Linked DNA regions of Mus musculus: region 2 is linked to region 1. Evidence: chromatin contacts called from public HiChIP or PLAC-seq data. All regions are on one chromosome and are shown on one strand. Each heading gives the region's core, a stretch centred on a gene start, on an enhancer-like site or on the middle of the called end of the contact. The rest is flanking DNA. Distances are from core to core; before and after follow the strand shown. Region 1 overlaps Gm46545 (predicted gene, 46545). Region 2 overlaps Gm38456 (a long non-coding RNA gene).

The links. HiChIP or PLAC-seq counts read pairs in DNA pulled down with a chosen protein or histone mark.
Region 2: a RAD21 HiChIP or PLAC-seq map of pro-B cells shows a contact between it and region 1, with 2.2 times the contacts expected there. The contact joins two enhancer-like sites. A contact is called at or near these places in 1 of 15 datasets of contacts at CTCF or cohesin (pro-B cells) and 1 of 484 Hi-C or Micro-C datasets (liver).

What each region holds. Positions count from the first base shown.
Region 1 is chr16:24,072,160-24,077,703 of GRCm38.p6, reverse strand. It overlaps Gm46545 (predicted gene, 46545), which reads left to right. Exons shown (of 2, transcript NR_155457.1): 2 at 65-1,229. Among named protein-coding and RNA genes, the nearest start is that of Gm46545, 7.8 kb to the left of the region's middle. Within about 2 kb of position 1,408, at least 31 of the 459 cell types and tissues checked have an H3K27ac peak or open chromatin away from gene starts, as enhancers often do. A contact at or near this core is called in pro-B cells, where this site is marked.
Region 2 is chr16:24,265,683-24,270,961 of GRCm38.p6, reverse strand. Gm38456 (a long non-coding RNA gene) reads left to right here. Exons shown (of 3, transcript XR_875976.2): 3 at 1-124. Among named protein-coding and RNA genes, the nearest start is that of Gm31814, 5.1 kb to the right of the region's middle. Within about 2 kb of position 3,036, at least 4 of the 459 cell types and tissues checked have an H3K27ac peak or open chromatin away from gene starts, as enhancers often do. A contact at or near this core is called in pro-B cells, where this site is marked.

The DNA.
Region 1 (5,544 bases), core at 159-2,658:
GTACAATGCCTGATGCCTGGTCAGAAAGCATTTTATAGACAGCTGTTAACCATCTTTATTTCAGAAGTGTGGTGAGAAGAGAATTAAGAAACAGGTGTGGGACTGGCCACCAAGAGAGCAAGTGGGGAAGGTGCCCAGCTCCAGAGCAGAGGGGGCCTGAGCCCACACTGTGATTCCCAACCATGGGGAACAATGGCACCCACTGGGAAGAGCCCCCAACCCGGAATGTCTTAGGAGTCTGCCTTCTCTTATGAAGTCTCACCATCTCAAGGCCCAAGCTGCTATAGAGGTCAGAGTCATGCTCCGGAGAACCCACAGGACCAATGTTTCCCTTTGACCTCATTGAGAACTAGTAAATGCAATAAGTCCTTGTGGACTCTTAAGGAATTCTGTCTGGACTCTGAAGAAAATAGAGTAGAGGTCACAGCCAAATCTGCCCGCGTGTCGAGAGGCTGGATTCCAGAAACGAGGGAAACAGAATATTGTTTGTGAGAATTGCAAGCATCTGGAGAGTCAGAGGCATGAGGCAATGATGGCACAACCAGGGGATAGCATTTTCTTGAAAAGGCCTTGAATTTTCATGGGTGAGAGAGCAGAATGTTGTGCTGAAATGACAAGTCTCTACTCAAAACCCCTAAGCCACTCTAGACTTGCTGTGTGACACTGGAAACCAACCTCTCTCCATCTTGTTTTCCTTACAAGGCTAAGAATGTATGGCCAGGCTTGACAGAGGGCACCGATGAGATACTGCACGTGAAACTCCTATAGCTGGCAACGTTAGATAAAGGAGAAGTGCCAATATAAACAGCCCTATCCACTGTGCTTTCTCACGTGCCTAGGCAAGGGGCTTGTGCTGGCATGGCTAACATTCTCTACTTTCAGAGAGCAAGACACAAAGAGATGGAATAGCCACGGATATCATTCAATATCACCTGGACCAAGAAGTAGAGTGTCCCTTGGGAGAAAGACCTCGGTGCCTACCCATGGCATTGCACTTCCTCTTCTGAGAATGGCACCATTACAGAACTATCCAGGGTGGGGCCCCAGACCACAGAGACTTCCTTCTGCCTGTCTGCTAGAGGGACATCTGCTGGGATGGTTAGGAAGGTAGCCACTGTCACAAGCTCCAGGGCCCAGAACTGCCCTTCTGCTTCTCCACCCTGCCTCTTTCTGCTCTTGGTATGATCTCTGCTTTGGGGTAAAAGAGTGGGTGCCTGGCTGCTGGGGGTGGGGTGGGGTGGGCATCAGGGAATGGGTGTTTGTCTTTCTTTGGTTCTGTGCTCTTTGGATTTCATCTATCATACAGATAATTACCCAAACCATTTGAGTTCTGCTTCTGCAACAGGGTGTCCCCACTGCGAGGTCCTCTAACCACGGAGTTCCCCACACCCACTCTATCCCCTAAAGCTCATCCTCACCATCATCATGACTCCATAAAATGACAGGAGAAGAGATGTGAAGTGAATCATCATGGCATTGGAGGAGGGGCAGAGAGAGAGAGAGAGAGAGAGAGAGAGAGAGTGTGTGTGTGTGTGTGTGTCTGTGGGTCCAGATGAGTGCTTCTTAAACAGCCTCTTGACTTTTTCATATGATTTGCTGAGCCCCATTGAAAGGGATAGAAAATTCAGGGTGGAGGCATATTGGCCCCAAAGGCAGCCAATGTGAAAATGAATTGAGGCTGCAACCAGCCTCTTAGAACACAGGACAGCTTTTCTTCACATCCCCAGGATGGGACACTGGGTAAGGGGATTACACTGTCACACCCCTGAACCTCAGCCTCCCTCCTCACCAGGCCTCTTTGGACCTCAGCCTCACCCTCCCTGAGGCCTCTGACATAAACCCTGCCTTGGGCCTGCTAGGCCCTGGATCAGAATGCCAACATAGGATGTCTTCTCAAAGGATCCACCACTAGAGCACATGTCCAGGGACACCCCAGGGTCCTAAACTGTGGATGTTCTTGAGGTCTTAGAGGACAAGGACTTTGCTGGGTAGAACATATAAATGGAATGAGTGAGGGTGAGTATCTGCTCCTTCATCAGCAAAAGGACTAAGACATCAATAGAAGAAATATAGACCATTGCAACTACAAACAAAAGGAAAGGACTTTAAAAGTCCCTGTGTATAGATAGCCCTGTGGTTCTCAAACTTGACCGTGCCTCAGAACATGAGGACCAGATAGAATAGGTGATTGCTTGGGCCCCCTCTGAAGTTGCTGATTCCGACTGTCAATCCACTTCTATATTTCTGTTGCTCTGGTATGGAATTCCATTGCTGCTGCTCTGCGGACCATGTTGAAGAGTGACTGGTTCATTTTTTTGGTTTGGTTTGGTTTTTTTAAAGCCTAATTCATTTCATCCATGGCCCAAGGTGCCCCGACAGGTGAGAGGTAAACAAATAAAAATCACACTTTCTCATTGCCTCTCCTCCCTCACCCCTACTTGCTCATTGGGTTCAACCCTCCTGTACTGCAACACAACCCGAGCAAAGAAAGCTATCCCCACCCAGGCTCGCTAATGGCTTTATCCACTCCTACAGGGTGACATGCATGACTTAGAGCTGGCACTCAGCCATCCTGTACTGACCATGGAAGAGGTAGCCTACCCTTAGGATTTCAGTGTGCGTCTATAGATCTCCCTGATCCATACTTTCACTCTAATTTCATTGTTTTAGCTCATTGTCCAACGTACTCTGGTTGACACCTTTGAAGTGCTGGCTGGTTGGTGAAAGATTTCTTCTTACATTCAGGGGCTTCACTCTGACAGAAAAGGGAAAGAAAAGAAAAGGGAAGGGATGGAAAGAAAAGGGAAGGAAAGGGAAGGAAAAGAAAGGAAAGAAAAGAAAAAAGAAAAAAGAGGAAAAAGAAAAAGAAAAAGGAAAAAGAAAAGAAGAATCAAGTCACTAGACTATGAGGGGTGTAGAGAAAATATCTTGTGTCTGTATGGATGTGACACCTGTCAATAGTATAACTGATGCCCTATAGCGGAGTCAGAAAGTTGGAGGTGGGACATCCAAAAAGCAGAAAGGATTTTGGGATAGTGCCAGGCACAGGAAATTCACCAGGGAAAATGTGAGGAGATCGATGTGTGGTACCTGAGCACAGGTAACCAGTCACATGGCAGAATGTAGATTAGGATAAATGGGTTTAATCTAAGTTATGATCGAGTCAGAGAAGAGCCTAGCTGTATGGCCAAGGCATTTGTAAATATATGTTGAGCCTGAGTCTTCTTTCTGACAGCACGAGACTGAGAAGAAGAACCAGACCTGACTTCTACAAAGGGAAAAGCAGGGTGTGTGCAGAAGGCGTACTAGGGAAGCATATCTCAGTCCGTCAGGAAGGGGTCAGTATTAGGCAGGACCCAGCCAGAGTATGGGAGCACCGAGTAACAAGGGGTACTGAGTAGTGGTACTCACTGGAGATCAGACGCTCTCCATCTGGCTTCTGTCCTCACAGTCCTGAGGTACCATTTACAAATCCTTCTTTAGAAGTGGGGACACCAAGGCTCAGAGATTGCTGAGGGCCACACAGCCATCCAACATTAATTTTTTTCTGACTCCAGAGCCACATCTAACATACGATCTTATTGCTCTTTGCCAGACATCAACAACTAGCACCTGTTGTTGGTCACGAAAGGCAGGTTTACCAAAGCACTGGGCAGGTGTGGGGAACCAAGAAGGCTGGGAAGGTTAGGAGGGGGGACCCATGTGTTGTGACTCTTGATGCACAGTGTGAAGCATTGACACCTAACTCCTGGGGTGCTTGGGCATCAGTGAAGGATTCTGAACAGGAAAGGAATGCATAGCACAGCTATGTTTTAGGAAGCTGGGACAGAGGCGTGTGTGCACCCTTGGCACAGAGAACACATGGCAGCGGAAAGCAAGGGCCTGGCTTCGGATGGATGACGGGAGCAGATGAGACTCGGGATAGATGTCATTCTCACTACTGCTGTTGCAAATATTTGACCACTGACTGCATGCTTGACCTATGCTGAAGTCATCTGATCCTCACCATAGCATCCATATCAGATCTCTCCCTCTGACGCTACTTTTTCACTGCTCATGAGTCTCCATTTCTCCATACTGAGTACTGTTTCTACTTGGGAACAGGACCTAAGACTCCTTCCTGAATATAAGGGGATCCAGGGCTGAGAAAAATGAAAGATCAAGTACTCCCAAATTCACTTCTTCTCCTGTCCTGACAGCTGAGGAGGCTGAGGCCTGGAGACAATCAGTGGCTTGTTCCATCTAGGAAAGGATGGACATACTGACCAGAGGCTAGAGGGCTTTCTTGCGCCAATGCCAAGAGCCCACTCTGGATTTCTAGGCCAGGCTGGAGGCCCTGCAGCTGTGGCGGGTGCCAGATGGCATCCCAGTCACCAGGCTGCAGGGCGCCTGAGGACCCTGTGGTAAGCCACGGCTGGCAGCACCTCCTCCCTCTGGCACTTCGGGTGCAGAATGATTGAGTGAGGGGAGGATATGCCGTGTAGGGGCAGGAATGTTGGTGTCTCAGCACTTGGTAGTGTGAGTTACAGCTGCTCAGGGCCAGCCCAGCATACAAGCTGAAGAGGCAGCTGCCATCTTCACCTTGTCAGAAATACAAAAAAAGAAAGAAAGGGAAGGGAAGGGAAGGGAAGGGAAGGGAAGGGAAGGGAAGGGAAGGGAAGGAAGGAAGGAAGGGAAGGGAAGGGAAGGGAAGGGAAGGCAAGGGAAGGAAAGGAAAGGAAAGGAAAGGAAAGGAAAGGAAAGGAAAGGAAAGGAAAGGAAAGGAAAAAACCATGCTAGCCCATGCAGCCAGAGCAGAGGCAATGGAACCTGATTGGAAAAATGGCAGCATTGCCCAAAGAAACAGGGACAAGCCATGAGTTAGGAAACCCCGGCTCACTTACGATTTGATCCTTCTCTTTCAAACCATGAAGCCTTGAAGAGCCTCTTTAATCTGTTCGTGGATATACTCTCTTTTCTCCTCCCTAGCCTTGCACTATAGGTGGTATGAGTGAGTTGATGTGTGGAGAGGAGAGTTGAGAAAAGAAAAGAGGAGAGAGCAGAGAGTGGGGAAGAGAGGGCTGGGGAGGAGAGGGCATTTGCAACCCAAGGGGTTCTGCAGATGCCATTGGAGTTGAAACTAGTAACGTTAATGTTGATATGGCTAATCTCCGGGGAAATATGGTGATACAATTGAGCATTTGCAAGGAATTTATTTGAAACCTGTATTGTCTTTGCTACTGCTCTATGAAGCTTAAAATACTTCAAAAATGGTAATTCTTACATTCTCTTTCATTGCTTTCTCTTCTATTCAGGGAGCTTTGGCTGAGCAGGCACACTTCAGAGGTCTACAGGCCTCTGAAGGACCTGCCTCCTAGCAGGGAGACCAATGTTATTCTATATCCTAAGCAGGGCAAAGATCTACTGTGCTAAGAGGGCTAAAGTCCCGGCAGCAGAAAGCCCTGGTTTGGGGTGGCCAGGGACCAATGCACAGGCTGATGTAGAGCTACAGCGGAGGTGAGATTCCAGCTTTTTGTGGAGAGCAGGGGCTTACCAATCATATAA
Region 2 (5,279 bases), core at 1,787-4,286, 190 kb before region 1:
AACATCCCTCCATGGCTTCTGCATCAGCTCCTGCTTTCTGACCTGCTTGAGTTCCAGTCCTGACTTCCTTTGGTGATGAACAGCAGTATGGAAGTGTAAGCCGAATAAACCCTTTCCTCCCCAACTTGCTTCTTGGTCATGATGTTTGTGCAGGAATAGAAACCCTGACTAAGACAAATAAGCCTTACCCAGTCAGCCACAGGGACAAAATTGGACTAGAGGTTAGTGGACTAGATCTGCCACTAGCAGACAGATCCTGTTCCCATTTAAAGTAAGGAGGTCTGAGGGGAGGTGCAGAGAACCAAAGGCCAACCAACTCCTCCAAGCACAAAGCCAGCATCAGAGGCCCTGGGAGCTCACCCCCATGATACCGTCAACCTTGGCAGTCACACTAGCAGGCAGACGTGGATTTAAAATAAGGGGACTTGAAAATCCTGACTGTGTCTTATTTCACAACTTAAAATGAAGAAGAAATGGATTGGAAATATTCCTATTCATTCATTTATGAATGAATTCATCCAGTTATGAAGATGGTAGACATGGTGTTGGTTGCAAAGTAGAAAGCAGCCAACAAAATAAACCCCAGATAAGGTAAGAAGCGCTATTCCCCAATTTCAGCTCTCCAGAAACCTCTGTCCTCTGTCGTGGGTGCTGTAATGCACCTCCCTGATCCCCTTCTGGATCAAGGAACTTTTGTTTGCCACTCATTACCATTCTAATTTTAGCAAGCCTCTCCCCAGGAATTACCCTTATCCTGGGGGCAGCTCAGATTCGATGTCTAGAGAATATGAGGCTACAAAGCCTTCCTTCCCAACTCATTCCAAAGTGTAGGACCTACTGGGGACCAGCAACACTGTTTCTCAATCTCTCTCATTGGCTGGTCCTTCCTCCCTCGCATACTCTAAGCCTCTAATATCAAATCTGCATCTGCAGACTTTCCCAGGGAGCCCCAGGACCATGTAGGTCAAACTCCGATTAGTGGTGTCCTCATTGTTACCATGTTGCTTGAGAACTAATTATTTACCAAGGCCCTTACCACATTAGCACATCCCACTTGAAGTTGAGACAAACCTCATCCAAATAAATGATGCTTGATGCATGTGGAAGAACCCAAAACTGCTCAAAGCAGCAGGGCATGGTGGCGCAGACTTGCAGACTAAACTTCAGGGGCTTATCCTGGAAGAGCAAGGCTGGCAGATCAATAGAGCAAGATCCTGACTGGAACAAAAAAACCTCAGACAATCTCTACTCGAGACAAAAAAAAAAGTTACAATCACCCCCCCCCCCCCCCCGGTCTGTAGAGCACCCAGTGTTTTTCCAAACCATGTTGTGTATGTGTGGTTCCATCCACATGGCCCACCAGCCCGCTGGTCTTCAGATGGCTAAGGGCAGAGTCCAGATGGCTTATGGTCTTCAAGATGTCTTTCACTCTGGTCAGATTTCTCACATGTTCTCTGATCCTCCCCATGAAAGAGTTAGGCTGTGGGATGGCCTCCCAAAACTCTCCTGCTCTCCATAAAGCAATTCTAGTGCCCATAGGTCATGTGAGCTTACTCTCATTGTATAGCTTGCTTCTTCATTACTGGCTGCCAGAAACAGCCAGGAGACGACACCATGTAGAAATTGAGGACAGTGAATTCCTGGTGTGCAATCTGAAAGCTGGATGGCAGAAGCTAGGAAGGAGGTGATGAGTACCACTTTTCCTCTGGCTCTTACAGCCCCACCAGTGTGCTGTTCTCTTTAGCAAAGCCTCCTACAGCCCCTGCCACAGGCCATACTCTCTGTGGGGGTGTGCAGCATGCTGTTTGCCTTCTTGTGTGTCTTTCTCCTCATTTATTGCCTCTCCCTTACTCTTGCTTACTCTGCTACCCTTGGATTACCTCTCTGCCTCTACTCCCCCCACCTCCTCCCACCCCCTATCAGCCCTGCCATGAGAAGCATTAGTGAAGAGTCTCTAGCAGGTCACAACATAAAAAAACAAACAAACAAACAAACAAAACCATGGCTCTGACAGGCCTTGTCCTCCTATTCCCTCTTCTTTGCTAGAAACTGTTAGATTCCATGCTTAAAGCTAGCCTCCAGGGTCTATTCTCTGATTTGGCCACTTCCTTCTCCTAAAGTTGATCACCAAGGTCCAACTATTGAAGTATTGAAGTCCATCTGTCAAAAGCCCCCTTTGGCTTACCTAATTAACATAGCCAATTACAATGAACCAACTCATTCTAACACAGGGTTTCTCCCTTTACCTTTATAAAGCACCATTTGGCTATGAGCCAGGTCTGTGTCCTTTCTATGTAGAGACAGTCCTTTGTCCTTCCCTCTTTTGGGACAAATATTCCTTCCCTCTCTCCAACATTCCTCTCTCCTTCTCTCTTAATCTCTGTCTCCTGTCTCTGTCTCTTATTCCCTGTCCCTTTGTCTCTCTGGAGTAAGTAAATCTCCTCTGTGTTCAGAAATTGGTCTTGGTGTATCTTGTGATACCCCCAAGGATGCTGGTCCTTTCTATTAGTACTTATGCTTTTCTTAACTCTTTCCCTTTAGTTAACCCAGGTAAAGATACAGTTATTACCTTCTTTGATTCCCACTAAATGTTTTATGGAGAGGGGCAGTAATTGTTGCCCAAAGCTTCCCTGGAATTGGTAGATGTAGACTGTTATTTAGCTCCAAACTAGATGCTTTTTCTTACACTTGGATACAACTTTCCACAGAGAACTTCAACAACTAATAGCTGTTTCTTTCTCTGCCATAGCAGTGGGTGAGTTGGGGTGGGGGTGAGGGAGTCACACAGTAATCCCTAGGAAGGAAACTGACAATGCTTCTGAAAGGAGGAAGGGGGATTGGGACAGGGAGTGTCCATTGACTCCGTCCCCTGCAGCTCGAACCTTCCTTCCTGTTCATATGCAGCAGATGTGTAGCTTGGCCTTCATGTGGGACCCAAACAATTGAAAAAGAGGCTATCCCAAAAGCGGTTGCCTGTACATGGGATATGTTTTTCTATCTTGCTGCCTTGTCTGACCTCAGTGAGAGAGGAAGCACATAGCCTTGCAGGAAGTTGAAGTGCCAGGGTGTGGGGATACCCAAGGGGAGCCCTGCAGGCTCAGAGAAGAAGGGGACAGGGGTGGGAAAGGATTGTGGGAACTGTTAGCCAGAGGGGGCAGTGAGTGGGATGTAAAGTGAATTAGTAAAAAATTAAATTAAATTTAAAAAAGAAAGAAAATTTTTTTCATGTGCCTTGTTTTATTTAATGTGATGTTTTCAAAGTCTATCCACATTGTAGCATATATTATGCTTTATCATTTTAATTTATGGATAATAGTCTACATGTTTAATTTACCTATTTATCATGGGCATTTTAGTTGTTCTTATGTTTGTATATAAGCATATGTACATTCTTTCTGTATATAATATATACTTTTTGTTTTGTTTTGTTTTGTTTTGTTTTGTTTTTGAGACAGGGTTTCTCTGTATAGCCCTGGCTGCCCTGGAACTTACTTTGTAGACCAGGCTGGCCTTGAACTCAGAAATCCGCCTGCCTCTGTCTCCCAAGTGCTGGGATTAAAGGTGTGCACCACCACATCCGGCTACATATATGTTCTCACAGTTCCTGGGGAATATACTAGAAGTAAACTTTCTGGAACATGCATAGTGTATTAAGATGGACCCTCTCATTTAGAGATAATGTAATGATGAGGGCACTGATCTAAATGATGGATTAATACGCTCACAGGTTTATACCTTGATGGCATTATTAGGAGGTTGTGGACACATTATTAGAAGGTGGGGTTTTCTAGAAGGTTAGAGGAAGTGAACATGAGACATTGTTTTGAATAATATCCCTGTCCACCATGAGATTAGAAGTTTTATTCTACCAGGGCCTATTCCAAGGTGGTCCAAGGCACCCAGGCATGTCTGAATTCATGAGCCAAAATAAATCTTTCCTCCTTTAAGTCACTTCTTACAAGTATTTGTCACAGTGAAAAACGAGCTAACAAAATGCTGATTCTCCATCTAACAGTTCACTGTCAAACTCTTGTCAAACCATTCCCCAGACTAACTGTTCCCACCAGGAAAGTGTCCAGTTTCCAATTTCTCTCCATCTTTAGCAACATGTATATTACTATTTCTGTTTGTTTTCTGGATGACTATTGATAGCAAACCTTTCTCCATGTGACTGTAAATTGTTAAGTGTTCTATTTGGAGAAATGTCTACTCTTATGCTTTGCCTGCTTCAAGTCTGGGTTGTCCATTGTTGAGTTGTGTTTTTAGAAGTATTTTCTATATATCAGTACCATACCAGACTTGTACTTTGAAAATCTGTCCTGCTACTCCATAGGTTGTCTGTTCCAACTTCATCCTTCTTTATTTACTCTTTCTTCACTCGTATTTTCTTGTGCTTCTAAGAGCACATGTGCTTCTAAATTTTAATAAAGCCCAACTTAGTTATTATTTTATTGCCTATTTGTTTCAAGGTTTAATCCCATTCAATGAATTCTTATTTTTTCTTATTTTTGCCTCCTAGGAGCTCATATGTTTTGTTCTTCTGTATATGACTATGATACATTTTTGAGTTAAAATTTATAATATGGTATAAATTAGGGTTCCCAAGTCACTTAAACATGTAGATATGCTGACATCAATTTTTTCTTTTTAAATTACTTTTCCCTATCGTGTTGTCCCTGTGAAAAGTCAGTTTACAAGGGGTCCTTTCCTGGATTTCCAGGCGTACTTCATTGACCTGGGAATTTGTTTGGTGGTGCACACTATCCTAACTACTTTCCTGGATTATCAGGCATATTTCATTGACCTGGGAATCTGTTTGGTGGTGCACACTATCTTAACTACTTTGGCTTTTGACTGACCTTGAGATCTGTCCTCCAGATTTGCTTGTATTAAAGTAGCTTCGCTCATCTGGTTCTTTTCAATTTTTTTCTTTCCTTCTTCCTTCTTTCCTTTCATATATATATATATCATTTTATTAGATATTTTCTTTATTTACATTTCAAATGTTATCCCCTTTCCCGGTCTCCCTCCAAAAGCCTCCCTCCCCTTACATTCCCTCCCCTCCCCCTGCTTACCACCCCACCTACTCTCACTTCCTGGCCCTGGCATTCCCCTATACTGGGGCATAGAGCCTTCACATGAACAAGGGCCTCTCCTCCCATTGATGACTGACTAGGCCATCTTCTGCTGCATATGTAGCTGGAGCCATGAGTACCACCATGTGTATTGTTTGGTTGGTGGTTCAGTCCCTGGGAGCTTTGGGGGTACTGGTTAGTTCA